2 separate regions of the Sus scrofa genome follow, and region 1 is linked to region 2. Evidence: chromatin contacts called from public Hi-C data. All regions are on one chromosome and are shown on one strand. Each heading gives the region's core, a stretch centred on a gene start, on an enhancer-like site or on the middle of the called end of the contact. The rest is flanking DNA. Distances are from core to core; before and after follow the strand shown.

What was found. A called contact is a pair of places that touch in the nucleus more often than the background predicts.
Region 1: a Hi-C map of liver shows a contact between it and region 2, with 3 times the contacts expected there. The contact joins the enhancer-like site here to the promoter of SMOC1 in region 2. A contact is called at or near these places in 1 of 5 promoter capture datasets (liver), 6 of 47 Hi-C or Micro-C datasets (epiblast stem cells, heart right ventricle, liver and 1 more) and 1 of 2 datasets of contacts at active chromatin or transcription factors (skeletal muscle).

The regions. Positions count from the first base shown.
Region 1 is chr7:93,531,643-93,538,625 of Sscrofa11.1, reverse strand. All of the region lies in intron 1 of SMOC1 (SPARC-related modular calcium-binding protein 1), which reads right to left. Among named protein-coding and RNA genes, the nearest start is that of SMOC1, 55 kb to the right of the region's middle. Within about 2 kb of position 5,400, at least 3 of the 83 cell types and tissues checked have an H3K27ac peak or open chromatin away from gene starts, as enhancers often do. A contact at or near this core is called in liver, where this site is marked.
Region 2 is chr7:93,477,984-93,484,853 of Sscrofa11.1, reverse strand. It overlaps SMOC1 (SPARC-related modular calcium-binding protein 1), which reads right to left and starts at 4,790. Exons shown (of 12, transcript XM_021099410.1): 1 at 4,422-4,790. The coding sequence starts at 4,520.

The DNA of each region.
Region 1 (6,983 bases), core at 4,151-6,650, 53 kb before region 2:
TTGCCCAGAATGGTGGTCCCATAAACATCTATGGATTGAGTGAATGAAGAGGAACCTGAGGCTTGGCCAGGTTAAGCTGGTAGGTGGTAAATAAAGCAGGCCTGTAGGTCCGACTCAACGGCCCAGATTCTTTCTACTATACCACACTACCTCCTTCAAGGCAGGATGCTGAGCACTGAGCCCCGGCCACAGGGATGGGGGTCACTGGCGGTGGTCCCCCTGGGGGACAGGAGAGGAGCAAAGCTCTGCAAGCAAAGCAAGGTCTCCCAAGGGAGGGATGTTTCTCCCCTGGTGTGTTTCTAAGTCCAAGTCCAGGTCACGTTTTGAGGGCCCAGGCACTAAAAAACATTTCTGGGAGGTAAATCTGTTATTGAAGTGGGGGTGGGGGGGCCCCTCCTGGAGCCAGCGCCTGGAACGAGAAGTAGAGACCCGCATTCCAGACGTCTAGCTGCAGCTCGGCCTCTCGCGCTCCCACCAGGCACTGGCCGCCTCCTGTCGCTGGCTCCACCAGCTGCAAAACCCGGACTCTGGCCTTTTCCTCCCGGGGCCCACGTCTTTGGGAACTGAGAGCCGTTTCACATGAAAACATCACTCGCCCACCCGCTATCTCATCCATCATCTGCCCTGAAAATGCACATCCCCATTTCTGCCAGCTCGCCCTCACCCTTCCCTGACCCCACCACCGCCGCATTCACACAGGTGCAAAGGAGGGCCTGGCTCGGGCGGCCTCGGAGGGAGCTCGGGGCTCCGGGAGATGGAGGAGGGGAGATAACGGAGGTCAAAGGGAAGGGGAGGCCTGCGCCTGCTCTTCTTCTCCACACCTCCACGGCGGGGCCTGACAGCAGCACGCCCGCCCCGTGAAAGGGCTTTTCACACTGCTGAGGGAAAGCAGACGTCCCCCTCCAGCTGTTTGGCAGCTGGAAACACTTCTGTTGTCTTAGCCAGGAGAGGCCTGACCCTCGTCACCCCAGCCCCGCCCCCTCCCCAAGGGAGGAATTTTGTGGTCACCCCACCCTGTTCAGCCAGCTGCCCTCCTACACTGCGCCCCCACCCCCACCCCCGACACCCCAGCTACGGGGATGACGGGGCAGGACCCAGGGAAGAAGGCTGTCTTACACCAGGTGCCGCTGTGGGGGAGGGGGAGGGGACGGTCAGTGTCTTGGACAAAGCAGCTGGGACCCTGGGTGGAAAGAGGCCCTCACAAGGCTGCAAAGGTAAAGTTTCTAACTAGTACCAACCCTGTCCACACCCCCAAACTATGCCCCATGCCAGTCTATTAGAAAGGCAGGTGCAGGTCAACACTTGATCAGTGGGGGTTAGGGCCCTGGTCATCGGAGTTCCAAAATATGATGCATTATCCTCAGTGAAAGGAGCCAGACTCAAAAAGCTACACACTGTATGATTCCATGTAGGTGACATTCTGGAAAAGGCAAAACTCTGTGGAGAGAAATCAGATCTGTGATCACTGTGGAATGGAAGCGGGCAGGGGAAGCATGAGAGGATGGGGGAGCCAGAAATATTCTCTATCTTGATCATGGCAGTGGTGATACAACTATTATCAACTTATTAAAAATCATCAAAGTGTACACTTAAAAAGGGTGACATGAACTGTGTATAAACCATATCTCCATAAACAGAGGAAAGCCCCAAATTAAAGAAAAACATCAGACTTCCCATAGGCACACATAGAAGTTTCTGGAGATTTCTCTGCCCATCTCTTTCAATTACCAGGCACCACGCTAGGTGGATTGGGGGTTATGAAAATAGACAAGAACAAAGATCCTGTCCCCCAAAGTTGATCCAGTTGCAAAGACAGACGTGTACAGCTAATTCCATTGGGACTGCATTTTCAAAACCAGCAACCAGGAAGTGAAGCCTAAGTCACAAGAAAAGAAAAGGACAGAATATTTAAAAACGAGATGCCAGGGAGTCCAAGATGTGAAGTGGTTAACTCTCTAAGAAAGAAAGAGGAGAGGGAAAGAAGGAGAAAGAAGCACCCACTCAGCAAAAAAATAACAGAGCCCCTATGCTGTGTGTCGGGTTGAGGATAAGATCACGGAGGGTCTTAGAAACTCTCATTTGTTTTTTTTTGTTTTGTTTTGTTTTGTTTCTTTAAAGAATTGGAAGCCTGGGAGTTCCCTGGTGGTTCAGTGGGTTAAGGATCTGGCGTTGCTACAAGCTGCAGCATAGGTCACAGATGCAGCTTGGATCTGGTGTTGCTGTGGCTGTGACGTAGGCTGGCAGCTGCAGCTCTGATTCTACCCCTAGCCTGGGAACTTCCATATGCTGCAGGTGCAGCCCTAAAAAGAAGAAGAAGAAGAAGAAAGAATTTCTGGCAAAGGATACGAAGGACAATGGAGAGACTGATTAGGGAGTTACTATAGCTGAACATGCAGCAGGAGGAACTTTGAGAAGAGAAGGCATACCTGAGCCAAGGAAAGAGCTGGGTGAGGCAACTGGCTGAGATAAAAGCTCCCAAATAGCCATCTATGGGGAGTGGAACCTCTGCCCTGTGGAGATGGTCTTCCCTGGGGAGATGGTCCCCACAGGACTCCTGCAAGGCTAAGAAAGGAAAGGGGGGGTGCCGCAAGCAGGCTCGTTGGCAAGGAGGAAGGAGACATGGAGAACAGGGAGCCATGACAATATTTCTTTGAATAAGTGGAGTCCTTTAGTTCAAAAACCGTTTACGTTTTAGCCCTCCTCAATCACCCACAGGGCGTCAAGCCTTCTGATCAGAGGCACAAAGCATTTATTTTTGTTTTCCTGCTCGCACCTCCCTAGTCACTAAATTCTAACCGATGGCACTCACGAAGCGAGGACACGAAGTCACTCGCCCATCCCCCCGCCCCCAATCCTTCAAACGCTGACACCAGCGTAAATAAAAACACCTCTCACTCCAAATCAAATAAACAGAGCGCTCTCCAGGACCCAGATTTTTTTCAGTTTCTCTCAGCCCCTTAACACTGGGAAAAAATAAAGGTTAAGTTGACGGCATTGACAAGGAACGATAAAGCGGTCCAGTACTCGGGACGCATCCAGGAGACGGCGGATTACAGGTGAGAACAGGGAGCGCAAAGGTGTTCCGGACAAGTTTTGTCCCAAGTGCCCAGCCCTCCATCCCAGTGACACACACATCTGGCAGTCTGGCAGTCAGGGTTGGCGCAATTAGCACTATCTCTTTACCTGGCAAGAGCAACTGATTCCACCAAGGCTAGAGGCTCCTTCCAAGGTTACCCTTGAACGCTCCCACTGGCTCTGCCCAGGGACACGCTCCACGTTTTCACTACTCAGCAGGGAACGACCTCACACAGCCCTCCGCATCCTGGCAAGTGGCAGTGGAACCCAGACAGTGTGCCTGCACATCCTGGTTGGGCCGCACCATGATCTGTCCCATTGCCACTGGCAGCGCTTTGTGCCTAGTGATGTGTGACATCTGTTCTATAATCAAGGGAGGGAGGGAGACTGGCTGGGATTGGGGCTAAGGACGATGGTGGGAGACCACTGGAGTTGGTCCTGATCCAGCTGGCTGCTGGGTGACCGAGCCCCTCTGGCTGGAAGGACGAGGTCCCAGAACAGAATTGTTTTCTCGGGAGGTTTGGTGAGATGCGGGGGAAAGAAGAAGGTGCAGAATCCAGGAAGGTGTCTGAGGGCTTCGAGCTCACTTTGAGAGAGTCTAGGCACACTGAGAGCTATGTCAGGGCCTAGGGGACAGAGAGACATAGAAGTCAGGCAGGTCCTTTCTGTACCTCTGCCTGAAACTGAGCCCCATTCTGGCAACTGAATCAACGGCATTGGCAGCAGCTGGAGATCGTTCCATTGGCACAAACTCGGGTGTTCTCATGACAGGCACTGCCAGCAGTGAGGTTCCTTTGGACAAAGGGGAAAATTACGACTAGTCTGTGGAAATATTAAAAGCACCCCAAAGCAGAGACTAAGAGGAACTGCTATTCGAGCAGGTGAGGGTCTTGTAGTCACTGCAATTTGCGAGTGATGGGCAATGTGGTACCATTTGGTCAACAGATGGAGAGGCCTGGACATACCAGTTCCAAGTACAGATGCTAACGGGAGTGCAGGTCCATTTAGCAGGCTGCGGGAGCGAAAGCAAGCAGCTTGAATTTAGGGAGAATTCGCAAAGGCCATTTGAGCATCCAGAAACCCATCTTCCCAACCAGCAACACTGGGTATGGTGGTGCAGCTCCCAGGCTGGTCCACAAGATGCCTCGGTAACTCATTTTGTGGCTAACACAAAGCTACTAACACTCGGCGCAGAACAAACAGGGGGATAGAGTTCAAGGAAGGGAGGAGCTGGATAGGGCCCCCAGTGAAAGGGCTGGTCAATGGAACCAGTTCCTGAGCTTAGGCATGAGTGTGTCCGCTGTGTGAACACACACACTCATACACTCACTAAGAGCCCTTAGCCACAAGTAATCTTTTGTGGCGTACCATCACCATCTCTGGCTCAAGAGTGTAGGGTCAAAAACACTGGGGGAGAAAGCTCTTAGCTAGTTACTTACAAGAACAATAGCTTTGGAAATCTTTGCTTTCCTTCTTCCTGGATTTTCTCTGTGCCATCAGCTGTAATCCTTCAACACCACAAAATATTCCCCGAAGGAGGGGAGTGGACACCCTGTTTAGTGCACCCCACAGCACCCAGGGAGGTCACATTCCAACACTCCTAGTCCCCTCCGACAACGGCTAGTTGTACCAGGGGAGCCCCCCATCAGTATGCTCCCTGCCCCTACTTCTTACAGCCACCCCCCAGCATCCTGCATGGTGCAGGGGTCCCAAAGCCCCCTTCAGAACTGAATCCCTTAACCTGAAAGACAGACTCCCATCTTGGCCGAGTCTCCTTCCTCATCTCGCGAGAAGATCACCCTTTGCCCTCTCCAGTCCCCGCCGCTCGGGATTCTTGGTGCTGCTGCTGTTAGATTTCTGCCCTTGGAAGATATTTGCCTACTCACGTATTTCACACTGAGTCCTCCAGCCTTTTCCACTTACTGCTCTCCTTATCATCACAACAGGGCCCCAAACAGCCTCACCAGAGCCCACCCAAGATAAAAGACTTCCACTAAGTCTACACATAGTGGGAAAGAGAGGCAGGACCATTACACCCTCCCTACCCCTGGGAATGATCCCCTGGCTCTACGATAACTAAATGGAGAAACCAGTATACTTTCAATGTCATGGGATTATCACGGAGGAAGATGTCATTTTAATGCTCATTTCGCTTGGGCCAGATCCTGTGGCATATACACACAGGCTCATCTTGGGCTCCGCTTACACAGTGGAGCAATTTATATTGACAAGGGAGATAACAGAGGAAGAAACCCTTTATCCACAGCACTTGAGGAAATCCACTCCCTTACAGCCCTAAGCCCTGGGGATGAGGGCTGAGCAAGTACAGACTAAAACAAACAGAAGAGGAAATCCCAGTCTTGCTATGTCATCAAATTATGTCGGGGCTGTGTGTGCTTAAACTGTGTGTTTCCTTTTATTGCTATTTCCACTGTCACCCTGAGAGCCTGCTGCAGTGTGCTGGGCTCCAGATCACCAAACACACACCCACACACATGCACACGCACATGCACACACAACGCCTTTAAAGTCCCTTACAGACAAAAAGAAGAAAGAGCTGAGTCCACATGGGACTGTCAGGTGCCATGTAAAACCTGGTTGCCGGCACACCATCTCGGCCTGAAAATCCCCACTGCGCTGCTCAGACAAGGATTAATTACTGCTGTCCAGAGCCCAGGCAGACATCTGACTTCACACAAGTGCGAGGCTGTTCTGGGCAGGAGAGAAATCCTGTTGACCCAAACCGGGCCAAGGAAAAGTAAATAAAACCATGTCAAACTTTACAGGCAGGCATGGAAGATGAGAGGAAACCCAAAGCAAGCCCACTCCTCGGGGAAGAGAAAGAAGGGTTCTTCCATTTTCCAATCCTTCTAGGTCCTAGGCACAGAGGAAGTCTTTCTTTTTGTTTAAATTTTTTAAAAAATTTTATTATAGTTGATTTACACTGTTTTGACAATTTCTGTGGTACAGCAAAGTGACCCAGTCATAGATCTATACACACTCTCTTTCTCATATTATTTGTAATCACATTCCATCACAAGTGATGGAGTTCCCATTGTGGTGCAGTGGAAGCGAATCCGACTAGTATCCATACGGATGCGGGTTTGATCCCTGGCCTCGCTCAGTGGGTCGGGGATCTGGTGTTGCTGTGAGCTGCAGTGTAGGTAGCAGACACGGCTCGGATCCAGCATTTCCGTGGCTCTGGTGTAGGCCAGCAGCTGTAGCTCCGACTTGACACGTAGCCTGGGAACTTCCATATGCTGCAGGTGTGGCCCAAAAAAAAAAAACAAAAAACAAAAAACAAAAAACAAAACCCTATGTAATTGGACCTAGTTCCCTGTGCTATACAGCCAGACCTCATTGCCTGCCCACTCTTAATGTAACAGTTGGCACCTATTAAGGTAGTGTTTCTTTTAAGGATAAAAACTTGTCTTTGACTTTTGAGGAACTTTTTCTTTTAGTCTGGACATTTATAACCTATAAGTTCAGATCTCCCTCAAACCCTGGAATAGGTGACCTGTCTGAGAGGACATCGACCTTTGCCCTTAGCGGATCTCATCTGGCAGCAATTCTGTGGAAACGAGGCAGCAAGGGACAGGCTGGATCCACCCAGCAGAGCCTGCGAGGCACACCGGCCAGCTCACACAGTCCAAGGAATGGGACCCCTTCGGGCTTTCTGAAGTGGGGTATGGTGCCCACAAAGACTCGGTACCAAAGACTTTAATCCAGGCCCCAAGGGGGTTCTCAAGGCCTAGGAAGTGCTCACGATATAAAGTGAAATAAAATCAAAGCAGAATGTCAAACGTATGAATGTTTGTGCAAGTAGATCATACTAGAGAGATAGATAAATGGGTGTACATATGCATGTGTATACATATATAATGCATATATATATATAATGCATATAT
Region 2 (6,870 bases), core at 3,541-6,040:
CCCACTGAGCAAAGCCAGGGATCAAACCCACATCCTCCTAGAGAAAATGTCAGGTCTTTAACCCGCTGAGCCACAACAGGAAGTCCTCTCCAAATATTTAAATCAAGTTCTTAGCTTAACACCTTAACTACCCTCTCAGCTAAATCCCCCATGGAAAAGAAAGATTCTTGTCCCAAACATAGATAATAAGAAGGGCATCTATGCAGGCACAAGGACCTTCCCCGGTCCAGACACTGAGACAGGTTAGTCAAATGGAAGGGAACTGCCTAGAAGCTGCTTTGAATTTGGCAAATGCATGGTTTACGAAAAGGGTCTAGGAGTTCTCATCGTGGCTCAGTGGTTAACAAACCCGATTAGTATACATGAGGATGCGGGTTCGATCCCTGGCCTTGCTCAGTGGGTTAAAGATTCAGCGTTGCCATGAGCCATGGTGTAGGTTGCAGACATGGCTCAGATCCCATGTTGCTGTGGCCATGGTATAGGCCGGCAGCTGTAGCTCCAACTGGAACCCTAGCCTGGGAACCTCCATATGCCGGAGGTGTGGCCTTCAAAATCCAAAAAAAGAAAAAAAAAAATGTCTAGGTGGAATCAAGGCTTGTTCCCCCATCCAAGTTTGCTTGCTCGATCTCTACCCACCCCCCAAACCTCCCGTAACTATTCCACACACTTATTTTTAAGCAAGGAATAAAGTCTAAAATGGAAAAAAAAGGGGGGGGTTAAGTAATCAATTTCACATTTAAATGAGAGCAGGGGGTCCAGCATGGACATCGCTATACAGTCAAATTCATTTCAATAAATATTTACAGAGTATTTTGCAGTGTGACCAGCATACTGACAAATCAGATCTCTCTTCTGCCCTCAAGAGGTGGTGAGCTGGGTCATTTAACGAGACAGGAGCAAGCGTGGATTGCTGAAGGGGCCAGTGAGTGCCAAGAAGATGAAGAGGCGGTCTGATCTCAAGGCACTCATTGTAGATGATTTAGCAGAGTTATAAAGCAAGTGATCCAGACACCAAAATTGTACAAAGGTGAGAGGAAACCAAAACGGTGTTCTGCAGGAAAGTTCCCAGAGAGTGATGCGGGAGCTGGGTTTTGTTTTTGTTTTTGTTTTTCAATGGCCGCCCCCTAGACATATGGAAGTTCCTGGGCCAGGGATTGAACCCATCCCTCTGCAGGGACCTGAGCTGCTGCAGTCAGATTCTTAATCCACTGCACCACAGCGGGAACTCTTTGAGCTGGGTTTTGAAGGAGGAATCATGTAAATGAGAGGAGAGAGGACAAAGAATATGCCTCAAACAATTCAGAAGTCAGCTCTCTCAGACTTCTTGATCTTCCCATTTCCTGCTACTTTCTTAAACTTCTTACATCTAGGTCCTGCCCCTAGTCCTGCTAAAGCGGAACCCATGGGTCACTGTTAAACAGACCTTACCTGCATGTATTTGTTCATTCCACAGGTGCCAGGCCCTGTGCTGAGCTCTGGGGTTACACTGATGGACAGAATGAGCACAACTCCTGCCCTCACCCAGCTCCCAGTCTGCAGGGCAGACAGATTTAGACAAAGACAGGCAGTGGCTTGGCCTGACCATCACGCAGACTCCATCAGCCTGGGAGAGCCCCTCCCCCACCCAGTCCCCCTCCCCAGAAATATTTCCAGTAAATTGTGCAGGATTAAAGAAATGGCTGCCTCCTCCATAATTAAAAGGCTCCTGACCAGTGTCCCAGGTAGCCACGCGGCTGCGGGAAGCTGAGAGACCAAGAAATCAGGTGCTTCCTACATAATAGCCTCCAATCTGATACTTGATAGCTGCTGGTTTCCAGAGGCAAACAAATGTCAGGCATTTTATGAAGGCAGGAAGCAAATAAGGGGGCAAGGATTGGGGTCTAGGCCTCGGGGGAGCTCAATTAGTGAGCCAGATAAAGTTAACCCGCAAGGGCGTGCTCTCCGTTTCCTAGAAAGCCAGCTGGAAAAGATGCCAATCCTTAAGCCTCTGTCACTCAAAAGATTAACAGAAGAGACCCAGGGGTGCCCAAGGGAATTCTGCAACAGCCAGATGTTTCTGCTCCTCCTGTGACACTGCTGCTCACAACCAGGGCCACATCTCTGAGGCCACCAAGAAAGTCACAGAACTGCAGTCTTCCGCGATCGGTTGAAACTCAAAGACATTACCCCTTAGCGATATAGACACCCCAAAATAGCATCAATAATTCTTTCTTACAGACTTGCCTGATGCCCATTCAACAGGAACAGCATCATAGTTGGAGGAACAGAACCTGAAGCTGCTTGATGGTGTGGAAAGCGCACAACCTATACATCCATATAAACCAAAATTTGGCTCCCACACCTATGGGTGCACCGTGAGTGCTGCAAGTAAGGCTTTCGGCTTCCCTGAGTCTCAAGTGCAAAATTACACTAAAAAGACCCACCTTCTTGTTCTCATAAGCAACAGCAATCATGGAAAGTGCCTAGTCCAGGGATTCATGCTTTCATTGGGGGCTACACATGCATTTAGGTAACCACATGCTCAAGATAGCAGCTTCCCCTGGTACTTTCTAAGTGTGTGTGTGTGAGAGAGAGAGAAAGAGAGAGAGAGATGGAGAAAATAGATCTGGGACACACACAAGCCTATTTACAATCCCTGTTTATGTTCTACCATTTCTATCAAATTAATAAACTAAAGAAGCTGGAGGAGAAACTAAGCCATGTCTCTATTGTCCCCTGAAGTCCCTAGCTTTTCCCTAAGAGCTGCTTCCTCCAGTTTCAAGAGGCAAGGAAGAAAGGCCATATGGTTTGAGACGCTAGACCCGGCCGGCAGCAAACGAGCCCCCCACCATTTGTCTCCGGGCCTCTCCTGTGGGCGGGCATCTAGATTTCAGTCGGGGTGCTCTGGTCTGCGTCTCTGTCTTGACTGTTCCTAATTATTGGAGGGAACGCTGTGGCTCTCCTGACCCCAGAGTTTAAGAGCTGCGAGTCCTAATATCAAACCGTGCAGCTTCATTTAAAAGGCATCCTCATCTGCATCCATAAAAGTCACTCCCGGAGCCCCGACTTGCCCCAGCTTTGGGAATGCCTGCTGTCGAGGATTTATGACACGCCCTGGATCTAATCGGCCGCACTTTAACTGCTGCTGTTGCACATCTGGTCATAAAAGCAAGGGCCGACCCAACACGGGGACAAACACTTTTCTTTCCTAAGTGGCTGCAAATCTGATCTCACAGTGATAGCTGGGCTCAGATGTAATCAGCCAGCATCTGGGCAGTCATTAAGGCTCGTCAAGCTTTGCAAGGCTCCCCCACACACACACACACAACAGCTATAAAGATGATTCTCCTGTAGCAAGAGCTATGAATAAAGAACCTGCAATGTGAACAGGTGGCAACGGGCTAGGCCCAATATTATCCAGGAAAGCATGCGTTGTTTAAGAGGCCAACCTTGTTTTCACAAGGATCCCAGCTACTTTCACAAGGGTTCTCCCTCTGCTGGGTGGAGGCGTGCAGCTACCTCAAGAAACAACTAGCCCGACATAACCTAATTCTTGGCCAGCAATTGTCTGGATAAATTTGGTCAAATGAACCCCTAGATGCTTTAAGAGTTTTTTAAAGCAGTGGAATTGTTCATTAGACTCACTGGGTGGGTGTAGGGGAGCAGTAATCTAGCCCAGAAATGAACACAATGCTGTCGCTTCCAGGAGGTTTTACAATGCCCTGGACAGCCTGTCCTGTGCACAGAATTGGCTTGTTTCACATCGTTCAGGAACTCCAATCAGACCAAGGTTCAACACGTAGTTCAACCCCCCCCCCCCCAGCGCGGGGGAAGAGACCCTTGAACACTGCCAGCTCCTCTCCACCAGCTCTTCACAGCCCTCACCTCTATCTATCCCTCCTCCGAGGCTGTACCCAGCGGGAGGGAGCATTAAAATTATCTGCTGTGGGTTTTACGAGCAGCGATCGCTTTTTAAAACAACAACAACACAAGGTCCTTGTGTGGCTCTCGGGTAACCTAAAACCCTGCAGGCAGAGCTACCCCGCTGCTTGCCAAGAACGCCAGCGCTCCAGGACCGCGCGTAGGGTGAGACCACAGGGCAGCCCTGCTAGAGCGGAGAGCCTCGGATGCAGGAGTCTTGGGGCAAAGTGCTCGGGGAGACGAGATTGGGCAAGAGAACCCACAAGTGACAGTGGGGAAGCGGGGGAGGGGAGGGAGGAGGCAGGGTCCGTGCTGCAGGAAAGAATGGGGTGGGGGTGGGGGGACAATGGGAGAAAATGTTATTTCAACAACTTCGCCAAGAAGCCCGCAGGGGACTGGGTAGTGGGTGAGGGGGGACAAGGTCTGACACCCCCCCTTCCCCCTCCCCCGCCCCCGAGGCATGAGGACCAGGGACCTCGGTCTCCCTCCGCAGGTGGGCGTGCGGCTGGGGGCGCACTTACCCTGGGGCCCGTGGTGCGGTGGCCGCGAGCCGGGGACAGCTGCACCAACACGAGCAGCAAGTGGGGCGTGAGCAGGCGGGCGCAGCGCGCGGGCAGCATGGTGCCAGGGGGGCCGTGCACAGGGCTTCGGGCAGGGGTGGCGGGCTCCGCGGGGCGCACGGCCGCGCCTGCCTTTCTGCCTTCCTTCCCTCGTGTGCCCTGGCGACGGCGGGCGGCGGGCCGCGGCGGTACAGCCCGAGCTCGCTGAGGCTGTGGTCGGAGCGCGCGCTCATGAACCGCCGGGTAGGCGAGCTGAGCGCGAGCGTGAGCTCTACGCGCGGCGCTCTCCGCTGGCCCAGCCGGGGCGGCAGCAGGTTGGATGCCAGAGCCCGGGCCATGGGAATTCCCGTTATAAACCCCCGGGAGAGGCGGGGCGGAGCCGGGAGGCCTTGATTGACAGGCGGGGAGGCCCGTGGCAGCCGCCCTTCTGGCAGGTGAAAGCCAATGGGAAAGAGGAAAGGGGGGAGGCTCGCGGTCGTCCCAGCTGAGGAGCGACACTCGGCTGCTCCGCGGGAGTGGGCTTCGGGAGAGACTGGGCTAGAGGAGCTTTCTCTTGGCCATTCGGTATGATGAAGCCCCCAAGAACTCCAGCAGGCTGAACATACCAGAATGCCCACTCGGCTAGTGATAACACCTTAAGCATGTATAGTTTTCAGTACGGGCTAGGTATCTGCTTGCTGGGGAGAGCCCCCCACCCTTGAGTCTTGGATGATGCTGACCCTGCGACCTGGTGGGGGATCCAGGATTAGAACCCAGACGTCCTGGCTCCCTGCCTCTAACTGGAGGGCCGACTGGCAGCCTCTCTGTGGCCTAGGAGTTCTGGCGAGAGGTCAAAGGGGACCTCATCTCCCGGTGGGGGGAGCAGGAGGAAAAAGCATCGGCGGGAAGGGTAGTCTGTGCTGCGAATGGTTCAGAGGAGGGAAGGAGACTCTCCCAAGTGCCCAACCCACTTGGAGAGGACAGGCCAGCCAAGCATCTAGTAGGATGTTGGCAGGTTCTGCCCAGGGCAGTCCCCAGGAGGCCATCCCAGGAATGGTCACAGACACATCACAGCAGCTCCTCCACGGAGTGAGGTAGTCCCCAGCATTCAACCCTAGAGAACCATGGTTTATCTTATGGGCAAGACAACCCTTAGTGTTTATTTTCATTGGTATGAACCACTCATTTCAGAAAGAGGGATACTTTTCTCCAACCAGGCTGGAAGCTGCACCAGGGCTTAACTCCTCCTCCCTGAGAGCCTGAGAGGTCCTAACAAAGGTTAGCTCTGCTCCCTTCCAGCTTCTCTCCTGGGTTGTGTAAACACACTTCCCAGCCATCTCCTGCATTCAGTTTTGCCCACTCCCTTTGCCCACTATCCAGCCTCCCCCAGCAGCCAGTCATCCTTCTAAAGAGCAAACCTGAATCACCAGTCTCTGCTTAAAACACTTAACTCTCCCCAACGCCCTCAGATCAAAAGGCCCTGACTGGATGCTGCAACAGTAAGAAAGTACTGGTGGTTCTCCAAACAAAAACGAAGACCCGCTCTAGGAGAACTGCCCATTCCCCTAGAATGGGGCGGGGAGGGGGGGGATGGTGCCATCATTGGACATGCTCTCTGGAGCTAGTCAGGATGGGTTCAAATCCTGGGTCTGCCATCTAGTGGTATAAGCGTGCATGATCACTTTACTTACTTCAGGTCCAGTTTTCCTTTCTGTAAAATGGGGATAAATAATATCCACCTTATGAGCTGTTGTCAGGATTGAAGGGGATGCTGTATATAAACCGCTTAGAATGGTTAAGTGATAAATAGTACCATCTGACATATGCAAAGGGTGGGACAAATGCCTTCATCTGATTTTATCCTCAGAATGATCCTGTGATGTAGACAGAGATCCAACTTTACAAAGCATTCCATGCGATTGGGATTTGCCTGGCCTTGTTTGGCTGGTAAATGACAGCAGAGGTTCAAACCCAGGTTTTCAGAGTCTAATTGTGCCTCTATCACCTGATAACGTCCCTGTTCAATCGCAAGTGCCGCAGGTTGGACAGTTTCTCTGCGCTCGCGGGGGATTTTTTTCGGTGGCCTGCCAGGGAGCTGAGATTCTGAGCTTCAGGGAAAAGCATGGAAACAGCAAGGGTCAGTCCTTCCTGGAAACAGCCCTTGTGATCTGGCATCCTGGGAATTTTCCCAGCTGGACTTGTGACACATGCCGAGTACGCTCATGCCTCACGCAGCACTTAGATCAATGTCCACGTGCCCACCTTAGTGCTCCCCGACCAGGGGCTGGGCAGGATGAAAATGTTACCATCGGGCTCAGCAGACAGACAGGCTTGTCCTGACTACCACCTGGCCACACGCACCCTGTCAAGCTGGTTGACTTCTTTCTGTTGCTGGAGTTCTTGAGAAATCTACTGGAGTAAGTAAGTACGC